2 separate regions of the Bombyx mori genome follow, and region 1 is linked to region 2. The links are chromatin contacts, called in public Hi-C maps. All regions are on one chromosome and are shown on one strand. The core of a region is the stretch at or near the end of the contact, and the rest is flanking DNA. Distances in the headings are between cores, read along the strand shown. Region 1 overlaps LOC101742923 (metastasis-associated protein MTA3). Region 2 holds the start of LOC101742923 (metastasis-associated protein MTA3).

Region 1 (3,137 bases), core at 465-2,964, 43 kb before region 2:
GCACTTCTCTGGATATCGAAGTTCTTCAACGACCACCTGAATGATGAACTGTAATAATTATTGTTGGAAATGGACGCAATTTTTCTAGACAAACTTTAAAACAATAAATCGAACGATTATCTGGATCCAATGTTTTGAGAACAAATAAAACATAGTGATTTACATTCGAAATCAACGGCTGGAACGGTTTATTTTTAACTTTAGGTAGCGCATACAAACATAACCACCTGTTAACAAATAAGATACGGCTAATGAATAAATGACCTGTATGTTCTGTGTTGTAGTTTTGCTCTAAAAATTTTAATTATTGAACAATTCTGCAGCCTTTCCTCAGTCGCCCTATTTGACATATTTTAATAGTACGAAATAGTTGAGCCAGATAAGTGAAAGGCGTCTGTAACATAACATAGCAAACATAAACTATTACAGATATGAGGCATACAACACGCCGAGTGCAAGTGGACCGCAATGCTCATTGCACAATAGTATACCAAGTAGATATTACACAAATTGTGACGTCACGTGTTATACGTAAACAATTAATTTGTTTTAATTTGCTTACTGAGAGTTTTTTAATAATAATGTATCAAAAACAAAACGTTTGCTCGGCGTCAGTACGTTTCTATATTAACTATTTTGAACCTTAAGAGAAACGACAAAGAAATCATATTCATTTGAGTCGAAATCGTTTTCATTGTTTGCCAACGTTGTCGTGTTTCATTTACAAAATTTACACACATTACGTACAACTGTTTTAGTTCTACGAGTGTAGTGATTAATTAATCACGTTTCAATTGTGTCAGAATATTGATATTTGTGTTAGTCGAGTCGAAGCTGTCGTATGCAAGGTGTTAATCGTGACCGGAGGGGTCGGCGGCGGTCCTGTGCGGCGCCGCGTGATGTGGCTCTCTCGGCCGGCCGGTCGTGGGGCGGGAGGGCGCGCGCGGAAGGAATGCGTCGTTTTCGCATCGGGAGAAACGAATGCGTTTAAGCGTCGCGGGTATACAATGGCGGCGTGACGAGATCCGGTTCGCGGGCGACGTGGGGGCAGGGGACGGGGCCTCTAATCGATAGCCGGCGAGCGACGGTCGGGCAACGGCGGCGCATAGGTGACAGTTCAAACCCAATCAAATTACCGGGCCACTGAGGAGTGGTGCAGCGTCACGCACAAATTCGAAACAAGCCAACGTCGCTTGCGCCGACCCCGCTCTGCACGAGCCGCCTAAACTACACGTACAAGCACAGAATCACACTTTGCCCTCACCCACCATTGCATTGACGGACTGTAGTTACTTATCACGTCACTCGATACGCGAAATCCACCTCTATCCCACCTCCCTCTATGCATTTTGATAGTTACCATCTAATACAGGCCTAAAGGTGCCTTCAGTTTTGTATTTTTATTACTAATTTCAGCAGTGCTAAATCATAATTAGTGTAGTCAATATTTGATAAAATATCAAAATCGATGTACGTACGTTTTGAAAAACTGTGTAAAGCAATTACAGAAGTAATTAGTAGGTACTCATTTCGGTACTAACTATAAACAGTAGTATCTGAACATAAGCTGATTTTACGATTCAAAAATGAAAGTTGGTCGACGCCATATTCAAAACATATTCTATTGTAAAGTCAGAGCACAGATACGTTACAGTGATGCAGAAAAAAATATTTGCAAGTCCGATTGGTATCCTCCCACTCAATAAAGTAAATATCGGTAACTATTCTGCATAGCATACGTCAGCGGATGTAGAGTGAACGAGACATCTACGTGTTCCAAGACTGTGGAATGGTGTACGCGCATCTAATTATAGGTTATTCCACCCGCGTACCACACAACAGATTCACGTTGTACCATTAACGACCTGTGCACGAACGTCTGTCTACCCTCTACCTATACTAAACGCTCCCGATACCGCATACGCCGCCGATAAATGCAGAGAAATGTGATGTAACCCGTCCAGGCTATGTGGACTTCACTCGGCCCCTCTGACCATGTGAACGCGGCTCCAGAATAAATGGCCGTTTAAACGTTTACAATAAAACGGAATCTTGACATTGAGAAAGGGAATCAAACCAAAACACAACGTAAAAATATAACGACACCGTAAAGTTTCCACAAATCGATCGTCCGCGTTTCGAAGTTATTGAAGCTTGTTTAGACGGAAGACTGAAATAAATGTCGCTTTTATAGGTGGATAATGAAATGGCCGACGTAATTAAATCGATGACATCATACGTTGAGTGCGTGGCATTATGAGATATAAAAGCACAATTCAATCGACGGAGATCGCAAACGGGACTCTGTGACGAGTGCTATGTGTATGTAGTCTTCACGTAAAATGTGCGAATATTTCAGGTTCAATTAAATACTAATAATAGTAATTAAAGCATTTTCAAAACATTTCAATTTGTTTAAGAGAATACGCGATGTTGTCGACCGAATAACTAATAGCTATATTCACCTTGAAAAAACTGATAAGCGAGACTCGTCCTAGGGAGGTAATTTTTGTAGTTACCTCATTGCTTCGAGTCGATATAGTAATATCAAATACACAAAATACACTTATTTGTAATCTTGATTTGCGTTTTCTTTAATTCCAGACCAAAATCACTGGATACCTCAAGATTTAGATTAATTTTATATATTATATTGTCACCTTTGTTTCGATATTGAAGTTTACCAAAAAAAAAGATAAACAACATTGTTAATCGATACTTACATAACAACAAATATAAACAGTTGACAAACACAGTGGTAATGGTACTTAGCTAATTTGTCTTTGCCTAGATAACTAGTCGAATGATAAATGTAATTTTCTCTCATTATTACTATTACTCGTCTATAGGAAAGGTATTACATACATACGAATAATATGTTTCTTCGTTTCTTACCTAACGCTGGGTCGAGAACTGCTTGTGCCGCCTGTTCCTCGCCAACCGGCGTTTTAAGGCATATTTTCTTGAGTTTCATCGCGACCGGTGAGTCTTCTGACTGGGCCACTGAAACAAAAACAAATTACTAATGCGACACTAAAATAGGTTCTTTGTTCTAATATAATGAAAGACGAATACAAAAAAATATGTGTGGTGTCGTGGGACACCGGATAGGAACGAAGTTCCTTATTATAAAAATA
Region 2 (3,401 bases), core at 1-2,500:
TATAGTTGATCACAGAGTAATATTTATTTACCCATTTAATGAAATTATTAAATAAAATACATTCCATCTCGGTTCTAACAAAATTATTTTACTAAGAATTAGCTAATTTTGAAACAAAGACATAACCTTAACAGAAGCATTACATTACATGATAGGAAGTGATACAAAAGGAAGGGCTAATTAACATTCGACGCGACGGACGCCGAGTGCGGTACATGAGGCGCTCGTGTTGTTCTCGCGACTCGCGGCATCAATATCCTACAGCAACCGACATCCTCGACTACCACCGTCCATACACAAACAAACCAATAATTTATAATGACTAGCGACGCCACACTTTTACTGTTTACTTTCTTATCATCCCTAAACTCTTCCAAGATATACCAAATAACCCAAAAACAACCAGCTCTCGTATCAAAATGTTTTGACAACATCGAATATAACCTAAAATCTCACGTCAAAATCATCAAACTATTCTAAAAAACTATCATCTCAGTTAGGTAACTAAAGACGCTTCATGCCTAACCGCCCGCACGCAGATACACGAGCCGATACAATGATACCTAGACGTAAATGCTAATGTCCTATTTGATTTGACGAATTTTGGTAAAATATAACTTTTCCGCAAACTTTATCAAACGGTTATAAACACGATAACCTCCACGGATACATAAAAACCGGCATTTTTTGGGTGTTTAATATGTTTGGATTAATTAATATAAGCAATTAATGAAAGTACGACAATCAAAGCAAAGCACCGCTAGTCGGCTGGCGGTGAACCGGCGAAGCTACAACAAAAATAACCAATTATTGCTACTCACCGCCGACTCTGTACATATTCGCAGCCATTTTTATACACAATCACTATTCATTAACACTTAATTAATCTACATCTGACACAATTAATAACTATAACACTATGTAATTGAGCTTTTAACAATGTTTTTCATCACGTTAACTCCGGACGCCTTTCGCTGATCGCCATTTTCTTTCACACTACTAATTTGGCCAGTGCGCAGTCGCACTTTTTGGCGTAAACTTCCTGCTTTTGAAACAAAGCAATGACATGTCATTAATTTTGTGTCCACAAATAAAATCCAAATGATTATTATTTTGAATTATAAAAAGTATTGTTTGAAAATAATATCGTCCATTGAAAATTTATTTTACGATGTCCTAAAATAAAAAAAATAATTCATTCAACCACGTTTCGTTCTTTTAACGGGAACAGTGTTGACAAGATTTTAATTATATTAAATATTTACTGTAATTTTTTTTTCAACAAGAAGTAAGAAAGTTTCTTTAATTAAATAAATTTTAACATAATATTTATTTGTATATTGAAGACTGAATATAATAAATTGTGTTTTATATCTAAAATTAATTTTAATTCGAATTTGGAATGTGGAAAGGAACGTCAGAGAACCATAAAGAAAACCAAAAATTTTTATTTTTTTTCTCCCTTAAAAGTATTTTTATTTAAAAATGTTATTTATATATTTAAAGATTTATTAATTTGTGGTTCGTTTGATAGTAAAATTTTAAATTATTTTTATATGTTGTGATGGATGGCGTGTAAAAATGTGACGTGGCCAGTATGACAGCTGATTTGTCTATGGTGTTGACAACTGCCAAATCAGCCAGCCTCTCCAGTCTGCTTGGTTTCTAAAAAATTGAGAAATTTATGGGATTTTTGAATGAAGACATATTGTGATTTAAGAAATTTGCTCATGTGTTTATAACTGGTTCGCCGCATGACTTTTTGGTACGTACATTTGGTTAATAGTGCTTCTAAAGTTACCAGAGTCTGTGTGCATTTATGATGTTTTTGTAATGTATCTTTTTCGTATAGATCGGCGATATGGCCACATACGAGGAGTTCATCCAGCAGAATGAAGACCGCGATGGCATACGGTTCACTTGGAACGTATGGCCATCAAGTAGAATTGAGGCTACGAGGCTTGTTGTGCCTTTGGCTTGCTTGTACCAACCGCTTAAGGAGCGCCCCGACCTACCACCGATACAGTACGAGCCTGTACTCTGTACACGAAATACATGCAGAGCTATATTGAACCCAATGTGCCAGGTGGATTACAGAGCTAAATTATGGGTCTGCAACTTTTGCTTCCAACGAAACCCAGTGAGTACTTGAAGAAATTCGCCACTAACTCAATTAGTCTAATGTTTTTTTCTTTTAAAGTACTTATAGAGTAATCAATATATTTTAATTTCAGTTTCCACCTCAATATGCTGCTATATCAGAACAGCATCAACCTGCAGAACTGATTCCTAACTTTTCCACCATAGAGTACACAATAACGCGAGCACAGGCTATGCCCCCAATCTACCTGCTTGTTGTTGATACTTGTTTAGATGAGGAAGAACTTGGGGCACTCAAAGATTCCTTGCAGACTTCACTTAGTTTAATGCCTCAAAATGCACTCGTTGGACTAATAACATTTGGTAAAATGGTACAGATTCATGAATTAGGTAAGCAATATGCTTAAGATGTTATTTTCTTTGTTTATATCTCTATCTAAAATATAATATGTAGTCACAGAAAAAATTAGAACAAAAGCTTCCTGCAGACTGAGAGAAGTATCAAATTAACATGATTAACCATTAAATAAATATTATTAAATAAAGTTTCTTTCCTCCAATGAACACTACGCTAACTCCAAATTTGTAGCTTTACAGGAGGAGCATTTAAATGAAAAAAGTTGATAAAATCTTTATAATTGCAGATATATTATGTTTTTTTCTTGTGTAACTAGCTGATTTAATCTTCCGTAGAACCCCATCAATAACATCAATACTTTTAAAATAGAGAAGCGATTTGTGTGAAAAATGAAAATTTCAAAATTTTGAGTTAGAGTAGTGTTCAATTTAAAGTTTAATATATTTGTTTAAAGTCATGCTTCAGTCAAGTTAGTGTCACAAGTATTTTTTTAAATATGTTATGTTTTGAATGATGATCAAAATTTTAGTATGATGACATGAGCTTTGTCAAAAAAGGTGTGAATGTAGACATCTGCACTATTGCCAATGTCCATGAGTAATAGTGACCACTGAAAATTAAGCAAGGCATTTAAAAGATAATCATACTAATGTAATATAATGACAATTGATTTTGAAGTTTTTTGGTATTCAGGCTAATTATTTTTAAAAATAAATTTTGTCACATATTTTTAATGCCATTTATGTATTTAATTAATGACAAAAAAATCATTATCCTTTCAGGTACAGAAGGCATATCAAAATGCTATGTTTTCAAAGGAACAAAAGATTTGTCAGCAAAGCAAATTCAAGAGCAACTAGCTATTGGCCGTGTGAATGCACCAAATCCTCAGCAGCAGCGTCCTGGTGCTCCTGTTCCACAGCCTCCAGCTCACAGATTCTTG

Evidence for each region. Hi-C and Micro-C count contacts between places; a contact is called where the count stands out from the background.
Region 1: a contact with region 2 is called in a Hi-C map of whole pupa, with 2.5 times the contacts expected there. The contact joins the enhancer-like site here to the promoter of LOC101742923 in region 2. A contact is called at or near these places in 4 of 7 Hi-C or Micro-C datasets (an unstated tissue and whole pupa).

The regions. Positions count from the first base shown.
Region 1 is chr25:3,843,773-3,846,909 of ASM3026992v2, reverse strand. LOC101742923 (metastasis-associated protein MTA3) reads right to left here. Exons shown (of 17, transcript XM_004923302.4): 3 at 2,896-3,003. Among protein-coding and RNA genes, the nearest start is that of LOC101742770, 40 kb to the left of the region's middle. Within about 2 kb of position 1,714, at least 8 of the 8 cell types and tissues checked have open chromatin away from gene starts, as enhancers often do.
Region 2 is chr25:3,799,709-3,803,109 of ASM3026992v2, reverse strand. It overlaps LOC101742923 (metastasis-associated protein MTA3), which reads right to left and starts at 1,250. Exons shown (of 17, transcript XM_004923302.4): 1 at 822-1,250. The coding sequence starts at 849. The region is part of intron 4 of LOC692863 (calcium-binding protein p22); the gene reads right to left. LOC101743064 (protein transport protein Sec23A) reads left to right here and starts at 1,498. Exons shown (of 14, transcript XM_004923303.5): 1 at 1,498-1,765; 2 at 1,853-2,140; 3 at 2,235-2,490; 4 at 3,241-3,401. The coding sequence starts at 1,862.